Regions from separate parts of the Triticum aestivum genome. Here region 1 is linked to region 2. A link is a contact called in public Hi-C data. All regions are on one chromosome and are shown on one strand. Each heading gives the region's core, a stretch centred on a gene start, on an enhancer-like site or on the middle of the called end of the contact. The rest is flanking DNA. Distances are from core to core; before and after follow the strand shown.

Region 1 (6,115 bases), core at 1,281-3,780, 610 kb after region 2:
CATAACAGACAATTCATGAGAAATACACACAACATAATTCACCTACGGTCGTAATAGCCTAAAAGCAACATTAAGGATTACCTAAACCCATACTCGGCCATCACTGATGCAGGCTCTCCTTTTCCAACAGCAACGATAAGATCATCTTCAAAACTGTAGTAACAGGAAAATGTTGTATATTCCGTTCAGGAATAAAAAATCATGGGTGAAAATCACAAACATTATCTATAGAACAGAACTTATAAAGACTACTTATGTACTTCAATGTCATTACCGCTTCACCAGATCTCCGTAAGGAGAATGGCCATGCACAACCTGCATCATCATCACAAAAATTTGCAGAAATTAACATAGAAATAGATGCAATATTCTTTTTCATTAAACTCTGTTGTGTTAGTTGTTAGTTAAAAGTCTGCTGTTGTGTATGACTGTTCATAAGCAATGACTAATGAGCCATGATGATAGTGTAAATACCTGTGCTGGAGAGATGTTAACTCCCAAAAGGTCACTTAATTCTAGGGCTCGTTTATGCTCTGGAACACCACCTCCTGCCAACAAATTGAAAAATCTTAATAACATCAATAAAGAGATTCAGTAATATAACTGAGAACTGGTAAGCATCACGGTGCCTCACTGTAAAAAGTACAAACCATTAAACATAGGATGGGTATGAAAAACTAACTGTTCAACATTGTAAAAACCATTCTTCTTATAGAAAACATTTTTCCTCTTAATTATCCAGATTGTTCAGCATTATTCTTGTCTAAGCAAAATACACAGGTCAACCTCGGCATTTCAATCTTTATAAGGCTGAATCCATGTGAGTTAAGATGATAATACAGATGGTGCCATGTTAGGGATGTTTTTTTAAAACCACATTATGCTAGTGAAATTTCATGAAATTAACACTACGAATGGTGTACTTACTTACTTACGAAGCCTTTGATCCCAAACAAGTTGGGGTAGGCTAGATATGAAACCCTTTCACGAGGACTTCCCAGGAGGTCACCCATCCTAGTACTACTCTCGCGCAAATGGGTTTCATACCCAAAAGACTGGCTAGTTTTTACGTTGGCTCGCCAAGCCTATCACAACCCTTAGATATGAAACTCTTTCACAAGGACTTCCCAGGAGGTCACCCATCCTAGTACTACTCTCGCTCAAATCGGTTTCATACCTATGGGACTGGCTAGTTTTTACGTTGGCTCGCCAAGCCTATCACAACCCTCCTCCTTTACCCGGGCTTGGGACCGGCTATGCCTAGAAGACATAGGCGGAGTTAACACTACGAATGGTGTAACTTTCATAAATAATTGCGTATGTGACCCCACAGGATTGCGACACACTGCCGCCACTGGCTACAATATAGTGGCATATATTGAAAAACATCACGCATGCAACTGGTTTTGTTGTAGTACAGGAAGATATCAAGCTCATTATAAGAGTTAAGCCAACATCCGGCTCGTTTTGGTCTAAACAACGGAAGCAATCCATCACTCTGTATAGAAATTAATTTGCGGCCATTGGAGATAAATAGAATGTGCTATAGGACATAGTAAACTACTCACCATTGGTTAAGAACAGAAAAGGAATCTTCAGGGTACCTGAAAAAGAGGCAACAAATGATGATACACAAGCTACTAAATAACACATGGTTATATTGCCAGCATGTATATTAAAAAACAACATACTGATGCAGCCTAAGAGTTCACCAATCTATTACTACCTCCCTGCAGTTTTGACCATTTACTTCCAGTATGAATATGTTAGTAAGAAAATTAGAAAATCATGTTGCTATGAAGTATATTTTGAAGATCTACTGGAGTTATTTCCACCTGAGCAACCTAAATATGTTTTATGTATTAAGTTATACTCCCTCCGTCCCAAAATAAGTGTCTCAACTTTGTACTAACTTTACTACATGTTCTCTAAAAGTCGTCTGTTTACAAACACAGGTGCACAGCTCAAGAATCGATGATCTGTAATCAAATTGACATGGTCCGCATGAACACCACGCCAAACACAAATCTAATGCCTATGACCTGTTTGATGAAATAACGCAAAGGCACGTGGCACACGTCGCCAATCCGCCGGCACAAGTACGGGCGAAACACTCCCTTCTAGAGTCTTACAAGCTAATTCAACCAAATGCAGTAGAGTCCGAGAAGCACGGGATTACCATCGTCGGAGTAGAGGCGTCGGATGGCCTGCGGCGAGCCCCCGATAGGGCTACGGCCGCGCAGGATGACCCCGTCGATGTCGAAGGCGATGCCGAAGGAAGGCCTCGCCGGCGCCGCGGCGCAGTGGGACAGTCGGCGGCCGCGCGTGCCCTGGAGCTCCGCCCGCGTCCGCGCCGCCGCGCGAGCGAGAGCGAGAGCGGAGAGGAAGCCCCTCATGCCGTCAGAGAACGCGACGTGACGTGGCGTGGCGAATTGTGAACTCTTTTTCTCGCAACAAAATAAGAGTTCCGGACTCTTTATTTCCGCGGTCGCTGACGTGCGGGCCACCACTCGTTGTGTGTGCCGCAGCACAAGACGTGGCGGGCCGGCGTCCCGCAGCAGCGCCGCGCCCTCTTCTTCCAGCTCCGGTTCCAAGGCTAGCTCTCGGGCCAGTGACAGCCGCACAACCGCCCGTTGGTCACCACCCAAACTCCACTCGCCACCGGCGCCCACCAACATGCCCGCGCACGCGCTGCTCACCGTGCCGCACGCGACCGCCGGCCCGCGACTGGCCGCACCGCTTTTCACCCCGGCCGCGACCGGGCCGAGCCTCTGCCGCGCGAACTGCCGGCCCGGCTCCCTCACCAACCAGCAGCAACGGCTGCGCCACCTTCACCCTGCCGCTGCGGCCACCAAGCCCGGAGCCATAGGTATCCGGCGTCCTCCGTCGCTCACACTGGTCGCTTCGGTGATGCTGCTCAGCTCGATCTGTCAAAGCCACACGCACGCGCGCTTAACATGATCGGCGCGATTCGCAGGGAGCGCCGCGGAGGCTGCTGCGGCGCCGGCGGAGGGGCTCGTGAGGTCGCTGCAGGGGGTGGAGGTGTTCGACCTGAACGGGAAGGCGCTGCCCGTCGCTGATCTGTGGAAGGATAGGAAGGCCGTGGTTGCGTTCGCCCGCCATTTCGGGTGGATTTCACTGTCATGTCAGGATAATTTGACGAGCTACGGTGATTATTTTGTGTAGCTGAGATGGTTGGTGCTGGTTGTTTGCAGGTGTGTGCTATGCCGAAAGAGGGCCGACCTTCTGGCGGCTAAGCAGGTTAATTCGATGTCTCATTGATTCCTTACTCTGTTAATTAGCAGTAGCACTAATGATAGAGGAGCATACGAAATGCCGTCAATTGCTCAAAGCTATACATTCTGCTGCTTGCCATTTGCCAAGGTCCCTTGAACAAAAAGGAAACTCTCTGTTTCAGAGGCCATGGGCAACATACTAACACCTGCTGAATGTCTGTTGGCTGCCCAGATGTTTCGGTAATTCGGCATAGCATGGCCTTCCTAAGTTAGTTAATGCTTGCAAAAGTCAACGTGATGCGTTCAGTTTCATTAGTTTATGTAGCTCCTGAATTCGGTGTATACCTTTTGTAAACCGTCCTTTTTTGTATTCTAATCTTAATATTTGGGCTTAACACCCATATCCAGGAGGCAATGGAGGCTGCAGGAGTTTCTCCTGTTTTAATCGGACCAGGTACTGTTGAACAGGTATGTGCTCTAGTATGAGAACACTTCATTTTTTTTTTGGTGTACTCGGTGATTATGAAATACAAAAGGCTAACGTGGAGGGTAAGGATAATATGTACTGGTGTTTGATGTGGTATTGTGGTAAGACACCTATTCCTGAAGTAACCACAAATCCACGATTGCGTTATTATCATGGTTTGATGGGCATATGCGATAGTGTTTAATACTACATATACTTTTATTCATGAACAAATTAGCATGTACTTACACTAGTGTAGTGTCAAAAACGTTCTTATATTATGCACTACTAGAAAAAACCCTATTAGTGGCGCACCTATTTTCGTTAGTAATGGCGCACTATAGGTGCGCCACTATTAACACGCCACTAGTAACAGATAGTAATGGCGCACCTCTGGTGCGCCACTACTAACCCTTAGATGCTCCGCTAGTATTCCCTCTAGGTGCCCCACTAATAGCCTTATAGGTGCACCACTAGTAATAAAGGAAGGTGCGCCACTAATAAGGGCTGAAATGCGCCACTAGTAATGTATTTGGAAAACAAAAAAAATCCAAATTTACAGAAAACAACCTATAAGGAAAAATAATTTAAAAACAAAAAATGAAATAGAATCATAATTTTTATTATAGTAAGAATATTACAATGTCTTTACAAGTATCCAATAAAAGAAAAATTACAAGGAAATAAAAGAAAATTCTAAAACTAATCTTCTAGTAATCTTTTCTTCTTTTTCTTTACTTTATCCCTGCAAAGAATGATAGAAATATGTGAGAATGAACATTGCAGAGAAGTGAAATTGAGCAATTATTTGCATCCGACATCGAAGATCTAAGATACCTTGAATCATAGACATGGGTCATTTCATGAAGCCAAGAGTCTATGCCATTCAGGATGCATACTTCCCTGTCACAAGAACTTAATTATTCAGTAAACACAGTCCTAAACTTGGAAAACCAGCAAGTTGAATATGCATGCATCTTACCTCCCTCGGTTGCTTCCAGTTAGTCACTTGCGATCAAGATGTCCCTTCCTCCTTCCATAGTTTGTTGACAACCTTCAATCCCTGATTAGATTAGTATAAAGGAAGCAGGTCAACAGAGGGGGTCTGAGTAGGAACCACAAGACGAAGTGCTATAGTTTATCAACATGGTCTGCTCTCAAAATCAATTTGGAATTCTCCAAGTATATTACTAAAATAAAGCTTCAGACTGCCACAAGTAAATTTCCAGGTACTACAAATTACAGCGAGTGATTCAGATAAAAAAAGAATGACTGGAAGATGGCATTAGTTGATGAATTTGCTCTGTGCCAGCCAACTTTGAAAACATAGAAGTGTACCTATACATACATAGGAAACAGGTCATGCATCCGCCAATAAAAGGAAACGTATCAAAATCAATACAGATCGTCTTTAAAAAAAACTGAAATCAATACAGATGGCAGCTAGTACAGATTGTCGCGAGAATGCCAGAGGCAAACTGAAACACACGTGAGAACTCTTGTTGCGAGAACGCCGTCGAGGGTGGGCGTCTTGAGGAAGAACTCGGAATGGCGCTGGTGATGCCCTGTGAGTCGTTCGACCACTCAAACATGACCCGGAAAAACTGACTCCCCTGCCATCGTTGATTTCATCTCCCTTTTGGAAATATAAAAATTGTATAAATTACAAATATTGGCTCGGGCAAGAAAAGAAAAGGAACCAAATCTGCACTGCTTGTTCTTTTATTTTGGATTGAAATCAACAGTACAGATTGCAGGGACAAGGCCAAGAGGAAAACTGAAACGCACGCGGTGTAGGGAAGGAGATGGCGTGGTGAGTTCAGAGATGCAGGGCGGGGGTGAGAGGAAGGGAGAGGAGGCGACTGCTTACGAGGGTTGGGTGTGGTGGCGCTGACGAGATGGAAGGAGACGCCATCGTCCTTGGCCATCGAGGATCTTGTGGACGCCGTCGAGGACGGATGAGTTGAAGTCGCCGAGGTCGAGCATGCCGCTCTTGACCAGCACCGCCGTGCCGCGGATCTTGCCCTCCTTCCACGCCTGCTTGTTCTTCCCCGTCAGCCCGTGCAGCAGCAGCATCTCCGACATGGCTGCGGGCGCGAGGAGGGACGGAGGGACGGAGAGCTGTGGGGGCGGAGGGCGGCTAGGTGGGGTGGAAGGAGTAGGACGCGGTGGCGGTGGTTGCCACGGCCTGTGGATCTGAGGCCTCGCTCCCTCCTAGGAAGAGACGGAGAGGGGAGAGGGTGGGGGCACCGGCGACGGGATGCAGGGCGGGGCGGGAGGTCGACGGTGAGGCTAGAGGAGACAAGAACGCCGGTGGGGATGGGGATGGGAGGTCCACGGCGAAGGCGGCGGGTTTGGAGGGGATCGATTCGAGGGGAGAGGAGGAGGAAGCGTTGTGTTGTGTTGCTTTGGT
Region 2 (6,731 bases), core at 301-2,800:
ATACAACAACATGAACACTCTGGCCTCTAACAGACCTACAAACTACAAAAGATCAAAATCGAATTTAATAATTTACTTGAAACTAGAGTTTAAATTTGCAGGGCATTACCTTCATAGCCACACTTACGGAGCAGAGCACGGACAACATGTCGGGTACAGTCATCGTTCTCCACCAGCAAGACCCTTAGGGCTCCTTTGATTCAAAGGAATTGCATAGGATTTTTGAAGGATTTGAACCCTTAGGAATTTTTTCTGTGATGCTCGTTTGATTCGTAGGATTGACATCCTTAGGAATTTTTTCATAGGATCCATTTGTACTACATTTTGGAGGAAAATTTACATCCACTCAAACCTCTTTGTAGAATTCCTTTGTTTCTCCTGCGCTATCAAACATTCTTTCAAATTCTGTAGGATACTATGGGACATGCCATCCTATTCCCGAATTTTTCCTATTCCTTCATTTTGACAATCCTGCGAATCAAAGAGGCCCTTAGTGTCTCCACCGGCAGGAACTTCTCCCAGCGGATGACCCGGCCTTGCTGCTGCTTGTGCTCGTCCAAGCCTGGCGGCGCACTGTGCGTGCTGGGCCAGTCCTCTTCCTTGCTGCCGCCCCTCCATTCCTTGTCCTCGTTTGCCTTGAGGGCATGGCCATTCTCTAAGGCGCCGTTTCCAGTTCCCCTAATATCACTGGTGGAAGGTCCGTCCGCGCCAGCTTGACCGGCGCTCACCATCAGCTGGATCCGTGGCGTTTGCAACTAGAGACGGTTGACAAACGACGGAGCATGCCCTATGCTGGGTTCAGATATGGGCATGCTGCATCCAACTAGTGGAATCTGCAACAAGCACGCATGGATCAAGGTCGAATCTATCACGAGCATGAGAAATGCTTCGAATTATGGGCAGTTCGTCGGCAATTGACACGCACACCGTACGAAATTGGTAAGGGTCGGCGCGCGATGCCAATGTTTGGAGAACGGATTTATCGTACAAAATTGGTACTTACTAGTTACTATAGCAAAGATGAGCGCAATTTAGAGATTATAGGAGCTTAAAAGACTGAGGAAATAGTCTTGGTGATGAGATGAAATTAGACTGCATCAGCAGTACTCGAGCTTTCAACAGGACCAGACAGGTAAACCAAGCGTCAAACTCCCACCGCGACTCAACCCCGACGAGGCATCTCTGAAAAAGCGCCTCACGGCGCTCCACCTGTGCCGGATTCCGGCGGCGGGCGGCCGAGATCCACCGGATTCGGAGGTCGTGAAACCCCCGCCCCAAAATCAGCTAAAGCGAACCCCCAAAAAGGTGGGCAGAGACGAGCGCTCGCGTTGCCAGAGGGAAGGGCGAGAGGGCGCGCACCGTGGGGGGTCGAGGCGCGGGCGGTGGCGGCATGGGCGTGGGCGCGCGAGCTTTGACCCGCGCGTGGAAGTAGCCGTGGATGTTTCCCACGACGCGGCGGGGTGTTACGAGGACCACCGGCCGAGAGGTAAAACTGAGCCTGGGCTCTGTCTGGGGGGAGAGGAGAAGTGGTGTTGCTGAAGGAAGGAGGGGGAGAGGAGAGGGGGGAAATAGATAACGGGGTGACCCTGACGTGGAGCAAGTGGAGACGGGGAGGGCCGGAGGGAGCGGGTGGGCCCCGCGACCCGCCGGGATCCGACGAAATCTAAGGCTGGTCATAGTGGGAGTAACATAGGTAGTAACATAGATGCCACATAAGCAAAAATGATGATGTGGCAAATAGTTAATGAGGAGAGAGGCAAATAGAGTAACATAATATGTTACCATCACATAGCGGTTTCCAATGCATAATGAGTCTACAAAATAATAAATGAAGGCAACTATGTTACCACACTTATGACACTACCCACTATGAAGGTAGTAATATAGACTAGTAACATATGTATGTTACTAGTCTAAATTACTCCCCACTATGACCAGCCTAAAGCCGCGCGCTCCATCGGCCCGTCAGATCCGCCCCGGGGAGCCCCGACACGTGGAGCGTGGCGTGGGGCTCCGCCGCGGCCGGGGCGCTGCCGGGTGGGCTCGGGCGACGCACTTCGGTAGGTCGGGTTGGCGGCTACTGTAGTTGACAGTGGGCTCGCGAGGTGCGCCGCAGGAAAGATCGTCACGGCGTAGCTTTGTCACGTCTTCACGGCGTTTAGGCACGGCTGGTTTTGTTTTTTCTTTTTGTGGTAAGGAAAGGGATGGGATTGGAGGCTGGAGAGTGATCTGTGGACTAGAGTACGGTTTTACCTTTTCTGGCTTCGGTTTTTTTGGCTCAAAACAGGAACGCTTCGTCTCATCCACACGTTTTGAGACCTCATCCAATCGCCTTTTTTTTATACATAAAAAAGCATGTTTTCCTTGTTTCTAAAATAAGCTATTTCTTAATCAATCTGAGCCGCACACTTTTGAGCTTGCTTTTCTATTACCCGTCGGTTTTAAAATAAGTGTCGTGGTTTCAATTTAAATCTTTTGACTATAACCACTAGACTTGTTTTGGGACGGAGGCTTAGTTTACGGTTATTTAGTTGTGTTGTGCTAAGTTTCATTTATAGTAAATTGTTAATCTATAAGTAGTGATTCCCTCGTAGAAACAATCTATAAGTAGTGACCTCATATGCCTTTAACATATTTATATTTTTTATTGTTTCATGATATTATATTACCAATCTTGTATATTTTATATTATTTTATATTATTTTTGGGAATTAACCTATTAACCTAGTGCCTAGTGTGAGTTGTTGTTTTCTACTTGTTTTTAACTTTACAGAAAATCCATACCAAACGAAGTCCAAACACGACGAAACATTTGAGATATTTTTGGAACATAAGAGACCCTGGAAGTTTCGAGGGAGTCCAGAAGAGAAACATTGAGACGGCAAGACAACAGGGTGCACTGTTATCCTACGGGCTGCTCGTGGCTCCATATGACCTAATTCCAGTGTTATAAATTCCCGAATATTGGAAAACCCCTAGAAGCACCAACGAAACAACTTTTCCGCTGTCACAAATCTTTGTTTTTCCGCGATCCCATCTGGAGGTCTTTTCCGGTACTCTACTGGAGGGGAAATCGATCACGGAGGGCTTCTACATCAACTTTACTGCACCTCCGATGATGTGTGAGTAGTTCCCACAGGACCTATGGGTCCATAGTGATTATCTAGATCTCTCTCTCTATATATATATATATCTCTCTATCTCTCTCTCTGATCTTCAATGCAATGTTCTCCTTGGAGTTCTATTCGATGCAATCTTCTTTTGCGGTGCGTTTGTTGCAATTCGATGAATTGTGAGTTTATGATCAAATTATTCATTGAAAATAATTGGGTCTTTTTTTAACTTTATTATGTGTAATTGTTATAGCTTTGCATTTCTCTCCGATCCATCCGTTTGGTTTGGCCAACTAGATTGATTTATCTTCAGGGGGAGAGGTGCTTTCTAATAAGTTCAATCTTGCGGTGTCCTCACTCTATGACAGGAGGGGTAACAAGGCACGTATTTGTATTGTTGCTACTAAGGGGAAAACGACATGGTTTAATCATATTGCTTGGTTTTATTCTGTATACATTATGTCATCATACTTCATGCATTACTCTGTTTGTCATGAACTTAATATCTGGAGAGGCAAGCATAGAAGCGCTCTCGAAGTGGAGTAACAGTAGTAGATGCAGGCAGGAGTCGGTCTACTTGTGACAGGCGTATTGCCTATATACATGATCATGCCATGAATAACGTCATAACTATGCACTTTTATATTAATTGCATGATAGTAATTTGTCCACCCATTGTATGCTATTTTTATGAGAGATGGCTCTAGTGAAAACTATGGCCCCGGGGTGTATTTTATTCATGTTACTAAAACTCTAAGTACATTGCTACAATTTATTTTATTTTATTTTACTTTGCAATTTATTTATCTACTACTATGAGATTTTATCCTTGCAATTAACAAGCATAAAGGGGTTGACAACCCTCTTGCCCGCGTTGGGTGCAAGTATTTTCTCTTGTGTGTGTAGGTACTGCTTAAGGTTGTTTGCATGGATCTATTATTCGTTCTATAACCTTGGTTCTTTGCTGAGGGAAATACTATCCGCTACTATATTGCTTCTCCCTTCCTCTTCGGGGAAAAACCAAGGCAACTCACAAGTAGCAGAAAGAATTTCTGGCACCGTTGCTGGGGATACTTCATCAAACAACTCAAGGTTCCTTCATACACATTATCATTTGCTTCTTCTACTTTTTATTTGCTTATTTGCCTTTATTAATCTTGTTAAAAAATTCAAAAACACAAAAAAATCATTTTCCTTGCTTGCTTGAATTGCCATTATGTCTCAAGAAAACACTAAGTTGTGTGACTTCTCGAATAATAATAACAATGATTTTATTAGTACTCCAATTGCTCCTCCCGCCACTAGTGTGGAGTCATATGATATTAATGTTGCATTGCTAAATCTTATTATGGAAGTAAATTTGATGGAAATCCTAATGAAGATGATGCATCCCATCTTAATACCTTCGTTGAATTATGTGATATGCAAAAGAAAAACGATGTGCATAATGATATTGTTAAGTTGAAATTATTTCCGTTCTCATTAAGGGACAAAGCTAAAACTTGGTTTTCATCCTTACCAAGCAATATCATTGATTCCTAGGATAAATACAAGGATGCTTTTATTGCTAAATATTTTCCTCCCGCTAACATAATATCTCTTAGAAATCAAATCATGAACTTTAAACAACATGAGCAAGAACATGTTGCACAATCTTGGAAGAGAATGGAATTAATGATTAAAAATTGTTGCACTCTTATGGATGATATACAATTTTTTTATGCGGGACTAAACTTTATTTCGAGAAAACTTTTAGACTCTGTTGCAGGTGGTACATTCATGGGAATGACATTAGGAGAAGCCACGAAGCTTACTAATAATATGACAGCAAATTATTCCCAATGGCACACCGAGCAAGCTCCAACTGGTAAGAAGGTAAACTTTGTTGAAGAAGTTTCTACTCTCAGTGATAAAATGGATGCTCTATGCTTACTAGAAAATATGCTCATGTTGATCCTAATGATATCCCATTATCCACTTTGATTGAGCAAAATAATGATGCTATTGATGTGAATTTTGTTATTAGAAATAATTTTAATAACAATGCTTATAGAGGGAATTTCAATCCTAGACCGTATCCCGGTAATCCCTCTAATAATTACGGTAATTCCTATGGTAATTCATATTATAATAATAGGGTACCTATTGAGCTTGAGAACAGCATTAAATAATTTATTAGTTTTCAAAATATTTTTAATGCTATGGTAGAAGAAAAACTAAACAAAGTTGATGATATGTCTAGAAACATTGATATAATTGCTCATGATGTGGATACTCTTAAAATTAAATTTTGCCACATAAAAAGGACGAAATATCTGAATCTCTAAAGTCTATCCAAGTTACTATGGATGAAAGTAGAAAAGGAATTGAAAGGATGAGAGCTAGACACAAATTTTTAGAAAAAGCGCTCGCACCCGGTTTTTATCATAGCAATGATGAAGACATTAAAATGATCGGTGAGTCACATGTTGAATCTTTGTTTATTAATATAAAAATTGATGAAAAGGGGACTGAAGATGAGTCAACTTTAATTAGAAGGCGTCCCAATTGTTCGGAGGGTGATGATCTTAGTGATAAAAACAACAAAAGTGGGTTTGAAGAGGTCAAAACTTTAGATAGGATGCACCCACTATTTTGGATTACAAGGACTTTAATTATGATAATTGTTCTTTGATTGAATGTATTTCCTTGTTGCAATCCATGATTAATTCACCCAATGCTTACGAACAAAATAAAGCTTTTACTAAACGTATTGTAGAAGCCATTATTAAAGGTCATGAAGAAAAGTTAGAATTGGAAGTATCAATACCAAGGAAATTACAGGATGAATGGGAACCTACTATTAAAGTTAAAATTCAAGATTATTAATGTAATGCTTTGTATGATCTAGGTGGTAGCGTCTCTACTATACCAAAATCTTTATGTGACGTTCTATGTCTCACCAATATGGATGAATGTTCCCTCAATTTGCATTTACCGGATTCAAGTATTAAGAAAGAAATGGGTAGGATTAATGATGTTCTCGTAATTGCTAATAGAAGTTATATACCCGTGGATTTTATTTTGCTTGATATTGAATGCAATCTACCTTATCCTATAATACTTGGTAGGCCTTTCCTACGAACCATAGGTGCAGTTATTGACATGAAAGAAGGAAATATAAGGTTCCAATTTCCATTAAGGAAAGGGATTGAATACTTCCCAAGGAAGAGAATTAAACCACCATATGAATCTATTATGAGATCCACCTATGGATTTACTTTGAAAAATGATAACACTTGAAACTATACATTATGCCTAGCTGGAAGGCAACTTAATAGTTATCTTAAATTTTTGCTTTTACTTTCTGTTTTAGTGTGATGACATGATTTTTTATACTATAATGATTGTGTTTTTATCTTTTAATTAGTGTTTGTGCCAAGTAAAGCCTTTGGGATGATTTGAATTATAGTTGAATTGATTCTGTGCAAAAACATAAACTTTTGCGCTTAGTGCGGGAATTTTCAATTTTCAATTTTTACTGGAATGTGATAAAATTCTGAAATTTTTACAAAGTAGTGAGACACAAAGTTTTTACGTGTCGTAATTTTTCAGAATTTTTGGAGTTATAGAAGTATG

The links. Hi-C and Micro-C count contacts between places; a contact is called where the count stands out from the background.
Region 1: a contact with region 2 is called in a Hi-C map of leaf, with 10 times the contacts expected there. The contact joins the promoter of LOC123085532 here to the promoter of LOC123085525 in region 2. A contact is called at or near these places in 2 of 5 Hi-C or Micro-C datasets (both in leaf).

The regions. Positions count from the first base shown.
Region 1 is chr4A:119,592,408-119,598,522 of IWGSC CS RefSeq v2.1, forward strand. It overlaps LOC123085532 (thioredoxin-like protein AAED1, chloroplastic), which reads left to right and starts at 2,531. Exons shown (of 9, transcript XM_044507185.1): 1 at 2,531-2,869; 2 at 2,978-3,128; 3 at 3,216-3,261; 4 at 3,645-3,704. The coding sequence starts at 2,677. It also overlaps the pseudogene LOC123085529.
Region 2 is chr4A:118,988,086-118,994,816 of IWGSC CS RefSeq v2.1, forward strand. LOC123085525 (two-component response regulator-like PRR73) reads right to left here and starts at 1,551. Exons shown (of 8, transcript XM_044507178.1): 1 at 1,360-1,551.